Linked DNA regions of Mus musculus: region 2 is linked to region 1. The links are chromatin contacts, called in public HiChIP or PLAC-seq maps. All regions are on one chromosome and are shown on one strand. Each heading gives the region's core, a stretch centred on a gene start, on an enhancer-like site or on the middle of the called end of the contact. The rest is flanking DNA. Distances are from core to core; before and after follow the strand shown.

Evidence for each region. HiChIP or PLAC-seq counts read pairs in DNA pulled down with a chosen protein or histone mark.
Region 2: an H3K27ac HiChIP or PLAC-seq map of embryonic stem cells shows a contact between it and region 1, with 7 read pairs. The contact joins two enhancer-like sites. A contact is called at or near these places in 1 of 484 Hi-C or Micro-C datasets (nephron progenitors), 1 of 115 datasets of contacts at active chromatin or transcription factors (embryonic stem cells) and 2 of 9 other capture datasets (adipose tissue and liver).

The regions. Positions count from the first base shown.
Region 1 is chr7:79,866,416-79,871,542 of GRCm38.p6, reverse strand. No RefSeq gene overlaps it. Among named protein-coding and RNA genes, the nearest start is that of Anpep, 21 kb to the right of the region's middle. Within about 2 kb of position 2,237, at least 44 of the 459 cell types and tissues checked have an H3K27ac peak or open chromatin away from gene starts, as enhancers often do. A contact at or near this core is called in embryonic stem cells, where this site is marked.
Region 2 is chr7:79,966,399-79,971,525 of GRCm38.p6, reverse strand. No RefSeq gene overlaps it. Among named protein-coding and RNA genes, the nearest start is that of Gm31966, 34 kb to the right of the region's middle. Within about 2 kb of position 3,030, at least 7 of the 459 cell types and tissues checked have an H3K27ac peak or open chromatin away from gene starts, as enhancers often do. A contact at or near this core is called in embryonic stem cells, where this site is marked.

The DNA.
Region 1 (5,127 bases), core at 988-3,487:
CACTGTTCCACAGGGCCGCAGGGTTGCAGAGATACTTACGTTCATGGGCCCCTTGAATACAGGAGGGTTCCGTTCTAGGATAGAGGTGAGAAGAGACTTCCTAGGGGAAGCATAGCTCAGTGGACCACTGAGGGCTTTAACCAGTGATCCCAGGGTATGTGTTAGCTTGAGCTACCAGCTGAGCACAGGGTCTGGAGCCAGAGGCAGGACAGAACTCATGGATCACCTCAGTCCCTCGGTGCAGCTCTAGTGGAATATCAGATCGGGCCATTTATAAAGAACAGGAATCTCGCCCAGCAGTGGTGGCACAGGCCTTTAATCCCAGCACTTGGGAGGCAGAGGCAGGCAGATTTCTGAGTTTGAGGCCAGCCCGGTCTACAGAGTGAGTTCCAGGACAGCCATGGCTACACAGAAAAACCCTGTTTTGGGGAAAAAACAAAACAAAACAAAACAAAACATAAAGAACAGGAATGTCATCAGGCTCTTCTTGGCTTTCTAGTCTACCAAGATAGGAGCAGCAGGCAGCCTCCTGCTGCCACAGACAGGAGCTGTCCTATTGCCAAGCACCAAGTCCTTGCTCTATTCCAACAATCCCCACCATGAAGGCGTATATCCCCGGAACCAAGCTCTAAACCGGTTCTCATTTAATGCAAACTAATGAACTAGTTTGGGGTTGTTAGTTTTGTTTTCTGCAGTCTGGGAAGATCTTTGTGGTGCATGATCATGACCCCATGGCAGGAGGTGGAGGTCCAGTCGGATTTCAGAACAAAGACCTCAGCAATCCGTTCCACAGTGCCCAGTGCTCGCTCACAGGTCCCTCCCCCAACATGGCCACCTTTGGAGGTAAAGCTTCCAGTTCCCCACTTTGCAGACACTTAGCACAGACTAAGATCCCCAAAGATGGAGAGCAGGCCTGAGGCAGCAAGGGAGGCTTGGAGGGAAAGGAAAGCTGAGTCTGGCTAAGTCTCACAGGGCCTTGAGCTCTCACCCGGCAACCCCCCACCCCACCCACCCCCACCCCCACCCCTGCTGGCCTCAAACCCCTGCCTCCCAAATGCTGGGATTATAGTCATGCACCACAACGTTTAATTCTGGTTTTATTTTGTTTTTATTTGTTTGTTTGAGACAGGGTTTCTCTGTGTAGCCCTGGCTGTGCTGGAACTCACTCTGTAGACCAGGCTGGTCTCGAACTCAGAAATCCACCTGCCTCTGCCTCCCAAGTGTTGGGATTAAAGGTGTGCACCACCACCGCCCGGCTTGTTTTTATTTTTATTCTTGACTTTTGAGCAGAGTGTGGATGAAGAGGGAAAGAAAAGATGCCTCAGAGCCCAACTGGGAGAGCATTTGTGGTGACCCAGGCTAGATCCGAGTGGGACAGTGGGGACAGACATGGAGCAGACTTGTAGCACACTGTAGAGCTCGAATTGGCAGGACTTGGAAAGTGTCATGGTGTAGATCGAGGTCAAGGGAAGAGCAGGCAAGACCTTGGTGACCTGCAAGTAACAGGGGCCTGCTCACAGGCAGACAGTACCCAAGCAGGACCGAGTGTCCACCCCAAGGTTGCGAAGAGAGAAAGCCGAGGCTGTGAGAGTTGTGGGGGGGGGGGGGGTTGCGGCTGGGAGTTCTGGAAGCCTGGCAAGGGCACAGGGAAAGCAGTGCCCAGGAAGAACCTGGCCTATGGCAGACTGCTGCTTACACAGCCTGCTCACACAAGCTCAGGTTAGAAGACTCTGTGGCCATAGAATGGGAGTCCCTAGTTACCAGGGAAACTAAATTTTCCTTCTTGGTTTCTTAGTCTTGTGATAAAAGAATTTAAATACAGACCAGCAAGGAAGCTTGAGGACAATTTTATTGGAGTTTGGAAGAAAATTATAGAGCTGCCTGGAGGAGGAAGCCGAAGGAAAAGAAGAGTGAAGGGGGAGGGGGGTTTGCAACGGCGATGTGCAAACAATCACGTGGGTGGGAAAAGTGTGGGGGTGGGGCTTTGTGAAAAGGTAAAAAGAGCCCAGAGTGGCAGAGAAAGCATGGTCCAGTTCCTGGCCAGTATGTAAGAGAGAGAGGGTGTGGGATGGAAGAGAACTTGCTCTTTTCTGTGTTAGGACTCCGTGGAAAGGATACAGAAAGGAAGTCCTGCCAGCCACCATCCCCAGGGAGGGATATGAGGTCCCTACCCAGGGCTGGAGGTAAAACTCCTTTCTTTGTTAGAAGAAAGAATCAGGAAGTAGTAGTTCTCCTTTGTTGAGTTCTTGACTCTACAAAGCCCAGATGCCCCACCCAGTGGTAATTTAAATCCTAAGAGACTTCCTTCCTAATGTTACCAGGGAAACGGGAGGGAAGGGATCCATCTCCAATGGCTTCCAGGTCTGCTTGCATTTCCAGCTACAGAACTCCAGGGCTTTGGGAAGTGTGAGGGAGGAGATTGCCTTGGAATGGGTGTACAGAGTAGGCCTTGGCCAAAGATGGTCTTAGGTAGTCCAACTGACCCAGGCCCTGTCAGGGAAGAGGCAGCCCAGAATGGTGTGAAGCAGACAGTGTGTCATCGTCTCAACCCAGGGAAGGAAGGCTAAGAACTAATCGTGGGGATGGGGCAGGCAGCTGAAACAAGCTGGTCAGAATTCTACTCCAGGGGAGAATGGGATAGCCAACGTTTTGACACCAGGCTAGACTACTTCTTGCGAGTGACTGCTTTCATTAGTGACTGGTGTACATACTAGAGGTGTGCCAGCTCACAGAAGACACCTGCGGGGTCATAGCACTGTGCAATGGGGATCATTCTACCTCTGTCTGGCAGGGAGCCATTCCCCAGATAAGGGTTGTTCCTTCAACCTGGGTCCTGGAATGCAGGTGACTTGGCACAAAACTGCAGCCAGCTTATGACAGCATGGAATGTGAACAAGAAAGGAACCACCACGTTGTAAGGCTGTTGGTTACTGAGAAACAGGGTGCCAGACCTTAGGAGGCCCTAAGACCTTAGCATAACCACCTCAGGGCTGGAAGTACCACTCAGGCCGTAAAACAACACGCAGACAGCACCGCCTGCCAAAAAAAACGAGAACAAAGACCCACTCCGTCAAATCCTGTCGTTCTGGGAAGTCTCTGAATGGACTCACCTTGCCCCTTAGCTTCTGTAGTTCCACTTCTAACTGTTAGTCAACCCAGAACATGGCTTTTGTGCTCAAATGGCTGCCCTGATAGGGGCTTGGAGCTACACTGGCTCCCCAACACCCAGCTAGCTAATAAAGACTTTCTATTGGCTCAAAACCTTGAATCCAAGCAGTCTCCTCTGGTGGATCCCCACAGCTGGGGCCCGACAAGCCTCCCCTAGCGGATGCAGGGGTCTCGAGGGCGGCATCACACACTGCGCCAGGGGTTCTGTGTGTTTGAGTCAAATCTAAACTAACTCAGGAGCGAGGCAGCCCGACACATAGGGTTGGTTCCGAGTGGTGTGATCTCATTAGTAGAGCGTGCTGACTAGTCCCTAGAGATGAGAGAGCACTGTCTGCCGGCTTGGCAGGAGCAAGTGCAAAGGGAGGGCCCGTTGGGCCCGTTCAATGTGTTTCCTATTGTAACATGACTGTAATTCACGACTACATAATGCCAGAACTGCAAATGTCCAATGTGAGTTCAGGCCAAAGACTAGTTGAAAGAACTGGTTTGGTTTGATTTGGGTCCAGGATGAGACTCAGGGCTAAGTAAGAACTCTAACCAGACTCTTCAGAATTCTACCTCCCCAACCCCCACTCCCTTTCTCTCTGTTGTTGTTGGTTATGGTTTGTTTCTTTGTTCACTTTTTTCCAAGACAGGGTTTCTCTGTGTAGCCCTGGCTGTCCTGGAACTCACTCTGTAGATCAGGCTGGCCTTGAACTCTGCCTCTCAAATGCTGGGTTTACAGGTGTGTGCCACCACCACCCTTTGGATTTTTTGATTTTTGGTATTTTTGTTTTTTGTTTTGTTTTAGTGTGTGTGTGTGTGTGTGTGTTATGTGTGATGTCTGTGTATGTGTGCCTGGGTGTACACACCTATGCACATACAGAAGTCAAAGGAGGGTGGCACGCCCTGCTCTCTCACCCTCTGCCTTATTCCCCTGGCAGGCTTTCACGGACACTGGAGCCAGGCTGGCAGCCAGCAAGCCCTGGGATTCTGCTGTGGTACACAAAGACACCTAAAATTTACATGGGCCTCGGGATTTGAACACACTTCTTCATGCTTGTGTAGCAAGCATTCCTGCTTACATGCTGAGTCAGGCCCCGGCCCTTGGTTTTGTTTTGTTTGAGACTTGGTCTCATGTAGCTCAGGCTGACCCATGTAGCCCAGGCTGAGGAGAACCTGACACTCCTGATCCTCAAGTCTCTTAAGTTCCTGGGGTTACAGGTATGTGCCCTCACCTGGCTAGAATTCATATTCCCTTTATACAGCTCCAGCAAATGACTGACTTGGAGATTAAGTCACTAAGGGTAACATGGCTATTATATGGCAGATAGCAACACAAGATACCAGTGTGTGCTTGAATCCAAAGCTTGTGCTTATTAACCTGGTATGAAAACCCCTTTTGTCATTGTTTAACTGTTAGCCCAGGCTGGTTTAGAACTCACAATGCCCCTGCCTCACACTGGAATTACAGACATGTGCTACCACCTCAGCTTTGTAATGGTATTTGACTGGCAGACCAGGGGTCTCCAGGTTACAGGGCATTATGCCAGAGGCAGCTTCTACATATGCCTAGCATTCCAAAAGAGTTTAATGGGGTGGAAAGTGGGGGGAGGGGGTGCTGTTGATGTGCAGAGGTCTGGTCCTAGAGTTACCATAGTAACAACGGCCTTGGGAAGGGAGACCCAACAAGGTATAGTGAGGTGCTGGGGCCCAGCTTGAATGTGCTTGGGACAGTGGCTTGTTAAAATTCCACCATTTCATGGGTTCATGGGTTCAGCACAGCCATTGTGAAAAATTAAACTAGAGATGCTTATACTTAAAGTTTATTGAAAACAAGGGCTGGAGAGTTTGCAGTCACCCATAAAACTCCAGCTCCAGGAATGCAGCACCTCTTCTGACCTCACCTGTACCAAAACACATACACATACATAATGAAAAATAAAGTAAGTCAGCCTGGAGAGATGGCTCAGCGGTTGA
Region 2 (5,127 bases), core at 1,781-4,280, 99 kb before region 1:
GCAGTCTTGTCTCCCCTCCTTCATTTTCCTGTATGGTGTATAAGCTCTCCTAATATCATATATTGTTGTGTCTCTGATCACTCAAGTGCAAGTTCAGTAGCTTCCATTCCATCATTCCTCAGTGCCCCAAATTGGAATGTCACACGAGAAGCAGATCTGGCTTTGCTGAGAAGTCTTAATTAGCTAAGAATTCTTGCTTTCCTTCTTAGTTTTGCTAGTGTGCATGTGTATGTATGCATGTCTATGTGTATGGAGAGTGCACGTGTGTATGTGTGGGTGCTCATGCCTGTGTGATCTTAGATGGGATTGGATGCCCTTTGTTATGCTCTGCCTTTGTCCCCTTCAGGCCGGTCTCTCTCTCCCTGAGCCTGGACATGTGTTTCTCAGCTATGCTCATAGCCTTGAGTCCCCATGGTCCTCTTGTCTCTATTCTCCCTAGTGTTGGGGTTACAGGTGTCTGCAGGACCACGCCCAGCTTCTTATGTGGTTGTCGAGATCTGAACTCAGGTCCTCATGCTTTTGTGCAGCAGGTAAGTTTAGCCAGCGAGCCATCTCTCCAGCCCAGGTCAACACCTCTCCTTCCTTCCACACCGGCTTTCTGAGTAGTGAGGAAATGTTTTGTCCACACACCACAGAGCACCGCTCAGCCACAGAGGATGAAATCACACCTAGGACAATGGGTGGGACTGGGGTTAATAATGGCACAAGATAAGCCCGACTCAGGAAGGCAGGTCTTCTTTCACAGGTACAGTGTGCGTTGTTATGCCTGTTTCAGCCTGAGGTTCAGTGAAAACAGAGGCAGTAATAATCTAATTGGAAGAACAGAATGTATCCTGAGCAGACCTTAGCTAGTGTCTTGTGTCTCTAGGTATGCTCTCTGTGGGTCTCCCAGATTTAGCAGATCTCATGGCAAGGAGACTGGTGGAGTCCCCTGGGAATCCTGAGAGAGGAGGTTGAGCCAGAGGAAGGAGCCAGTGAGTGAATGGGGGTGGAGTCCAGGAGGAAGGAGCCAGTGAGTGGAAGGGGGTGGAGTCCAGGATGATGCTAACAGTTTTGCTCTGAGATGGGTTCTCACTCAGAAGCTCCTGAAACTCACTCCAAGTCTCCTGACTCAGCCCTCCAAGCTCCAGGATGGCAGGAGCAAACCCCAGCTTGATGTCACCGATTTGTGACACACATCTTTAATCCCAGCACCAGGGAGGGAGAGGCAAGACTATCTTTGGGAGTTCTAGGCTGTGAACTATCATACCTTGCCAAAATCTATTTTAAAAATGGCTGGAGAGAGGCTTGGGAGTTCAGAGCACTGACAGTTCTTCCAGAGGACCCAGGTTGGATTCCCAGCACCCACTTGGTAGCTCACAATTTTCTGTAATTTCAGTTTTAGGCCATCCATTGCTCTCTTCTGGTCTTTGAGGAAACCAGATGCACAAACCGTGCACAGACACACATGCAGGCAAAACAACCATACACATAAAATTAAAAAAAATTAAATTCTAGAAAAAGAAGTATTAGCTAAGTGTGGACGTGAATGTCTAATATTTCTGCATTTTCGCAGTGGAAGAAGAGAGAGGCAAGCCAGTCTGGGCCACATGGAATCCTATTTCCAGGCACTAAGGAACGGCAAAACAAAATAAAACAAAACTATCCGACATCTTTGACAGCATCTAGGCAGCCTGGGGGTTGGGCATTAGTGATGACAGGGTAGAAACCATCATCAAATAAATTTAAAAATAAAGCAATAATTCATTTCAGGGGAAAAATTATTCCCAGAAAATAAACAAAAATGATGGCACTCTGCATGAACTGTATATGAATTTTAAGCACGAGGGAAAGGCCTGGCCAGAAGAAAGCCTGATAAGACTTCACTGAGAGTGGGAAGTCCTCTGAGCAGGTCCCAACCTGAGAAATCAAGAAGTAGCTGTCATGTTTACTCTTAGAAGCAAAGGCAAAACCAGGAAGAAACAAAGAAAGATATCGATGCTTAGCAGTAGGACTGAGTAGTAGGGAGGAAATTTGAATCTATTTACTTTGATAAATTATTGCTTTGAAAGAAAGAAAAAGGACTCTTGGCTGACAAAGCGAGGAGAGAGACAGAGAGTGACTCGGGATGAGGGCACTTGCTGTGCTGGGAAGGGACCTGGGTTTGGTTCCCAGCACCCCAATTCTAGGGGACCTGACACATGGTCTCTATGGGTTCCTGTACATATGTGGTAGACAGACAGACAGACACACAAACACACACACACTCACATGTACAGGCATACTCATATGTACACATAAATATGGCCTTAAGTTATATTCGTGGGACTGTTTATATAGTGCGGAGGTCAGACATTGATGTAGGCATCAATGTTTATTACAGGCATGCAATTTTTATAAAAAAATATTGATTTATGTGTGTATGTGTGAGCCCTAATGAATATATTCGCACCATGTGCCTGTTGGAGACTGAGGAGGTCAGAAGAGGGGGTCCAATCCCCGAGAACTGGAGTTATATGCCATTGCGAGCTGTCATGTGAGCACTTAGTACTGAACCCAGTAGTCACCTTTAACCCCTGAGGCCTCTAAGGTTCAAATCTTAAGTATCTCTATAAGTATCATTTTCTTTTGGTACAGCCATTAAAAATTCTTTTCTTTTAGTTGGGCCTAGTAGTACAGGGATATAATCTCAGCTACTCTGGAGCCTGAGGCAGGAGGACCACAGTATTTTACCCGGGCTGTTGTAGGAGTTCAGGATAACCTAGGTGGCTTAGCGATATTTCATCTCAATCAATGGATCAGTGAACTGTTCCCATGCCACTCCCCATATCAGCGTGATCAGGGAAATCGAGGTGGGAGGGACTGGGGGCGATGGAGACCTTAGGCAGCAAGCAAAGACCTTAAGTGGCAAGTGATCATACAAACAGACTCTGCAGAGACAGGATCCAGGGAGCAGCTCATTTAATTGGTGGGGGAACAAAGGCTATGTAACCTTTGCTGAGTGGGTAGGGTGGGTCTATGGGGGAGAGTGTACATGATTGGCTGAGGCCAGGGTTCTGGGAGTGCCTCATTTGCATAAGGAGGCATTCCAGGTGCTGCTGGGAAGAGGAAGTTTAACCTGGCTACTGTGCTACCTGACCTCGATGAGGACACAGGCCCATGGACGCCAGGACCTTGAGGGCCCAGGGCAGGTGGAGGAGCCATTCCACTGCTGCCGATGAGATCTGCAAGGTTTGTATACTCCTCAGCCCCACTCTTGCTTCGGCCCACAGTGAATCAATGGTTGAATCAATCAACTGATCAATTGGTCAGTTCTGCCTGCAGATGTGACACTTTAGCTGCAAAGCCCTGCACTGCCAAAAGAAAAAAGAAAAAGAGAAAAAAAGAAAGAGAAAGGAGAAGGAAGAGGAGGAGAAGACGAAGAGGAAGAGGAAGATGAAGACGAAGAAGACGAAGAGTCCCCTTTCCCTAGCTTTTCGGAATAGCCAGTACATTATTGTGATCTGTGAGCTGTGTCATGCAGCAGCATACCATGATGGACTTCTTACTTTTGTCCAACCATAGCTGAGGACCCTAGCCTGGTGGCTGAAAACTCATGAGCTATTTGTAGAGTGCCCACCCTTACCTTCAAACTGAAAAGAAACCCAAGCAATTGGATCAAGCCATGCAAGTGTTTCCTTAGCCATGGCAGAATCAGGAATCACTACCTGTCACTAGGTGCAGGTGTCATCACATGGCTCCTGAGGACAACAGTGACATCAAATAATTAAATGTATTTAGTTGTGTGTTACCAGTTATAGTGGCTTGAATGACAATGGCCCCCCACCCCCCTGCCCCCAAGGCTCATTTGTTTGTGTTCTTAGTCCCCAGTTGGTAAAATGTTTGGGAAGGATTAGGAGGTGTCACCTTGTTGGTGGGGGTGTGTCACTGGGGCTAGGCTCTGAGGGTTTTTTGTTGTTTTGTTTTTTGAGACAGGGTTTCTTTGTATAGCCCTGGCTGTCCTGGAACTCACTCTGTAGACCAAGCTGGCCTCGGACTCAGAAATCCACCTGCCTCTGCCTCCCAAGTGCTGGGATTAAAGGCGTGCGCTACCATTGTCTGGCGAAGATTTTTCTAGTAAACAATTTAGCATAGTTATTTCCTCTGAATTGGAGACTTCTGGAGGAAGGAGAGGCCTGTAAGACTTAGGAAGCTGATGAAACCCATAAGTTACAGAAATCTTAGAGTTACATGGTCCAGGTGGCTCTCTAAGGTTATATGGGCAATGCTCTCTGTCTCTGTCTCTGTCTCTGTCTCTGTCTCTGTCTCTCTCTCTCTCTCTCTCTCTCTCTCTCTCTCTTGCATGTATAGTTCCCAAAGATCCATTTGATGGAGACTTTGTTTATCAGGGGGCCAGCATAGTTTGTAGATGTAGTAGAGAACAGACCACAGACAACAATGTTGTGTATTATAGATGCTGGTGAGGGAAGATCTGGTGGAGCAAATGCAAGCTGGGTGGCGTGTGCTAGGCATTTGGCTTTCGTGAGTCGGGGGACCCAGTGGGCTTCTCTGTAATGCAGCCGCCTGGTGCATTCACTCCTATAAATGACCCCCGCATACTCTTTGGTTCACCAAGCTAGACTTGGGTGGCACTGTTTTCATTGGTCTGTCCTTTGCTTGCACCACCCCTGGAAAAATCGCAGGATGCTTCCTAATCCCAGGGGCAGGGGAAGTAGACCACCTATAAAACATTTTTGAACATGTTTGAAGTCTGCCATTTCCCGAAGACGCACCTGATCTTTGGTCACAAACGATGCTGGCCCCATGATAAACAGCGTCTCTTTCAGATGGATCTTTGGGATCTGAAGCAGGATTCTTAGGAGCAGCCTGGAAAGCTAATTTGGATGGCCTCTTCTGCGGCGTCAGGGCCCTTCAGGAATTCTCTGTGATATTTATTGATCATGACTGCATCCACTGATCTATTGAGCAGACACTGGCATCTATTTTTGAACCACAGAAAGAGTTTTTATTTGACTATATTGATTATATTTGAGTGTAACACAGAAATCTTAGTGTGTGTGTGTGTGTGTGTGTGTGTGTGTGTGTATGTGTGTTTGTTCTTGTGTTTGAGGCAGTGTCTAATGGTGTAGCTCAAGCTGCTCTACAGCT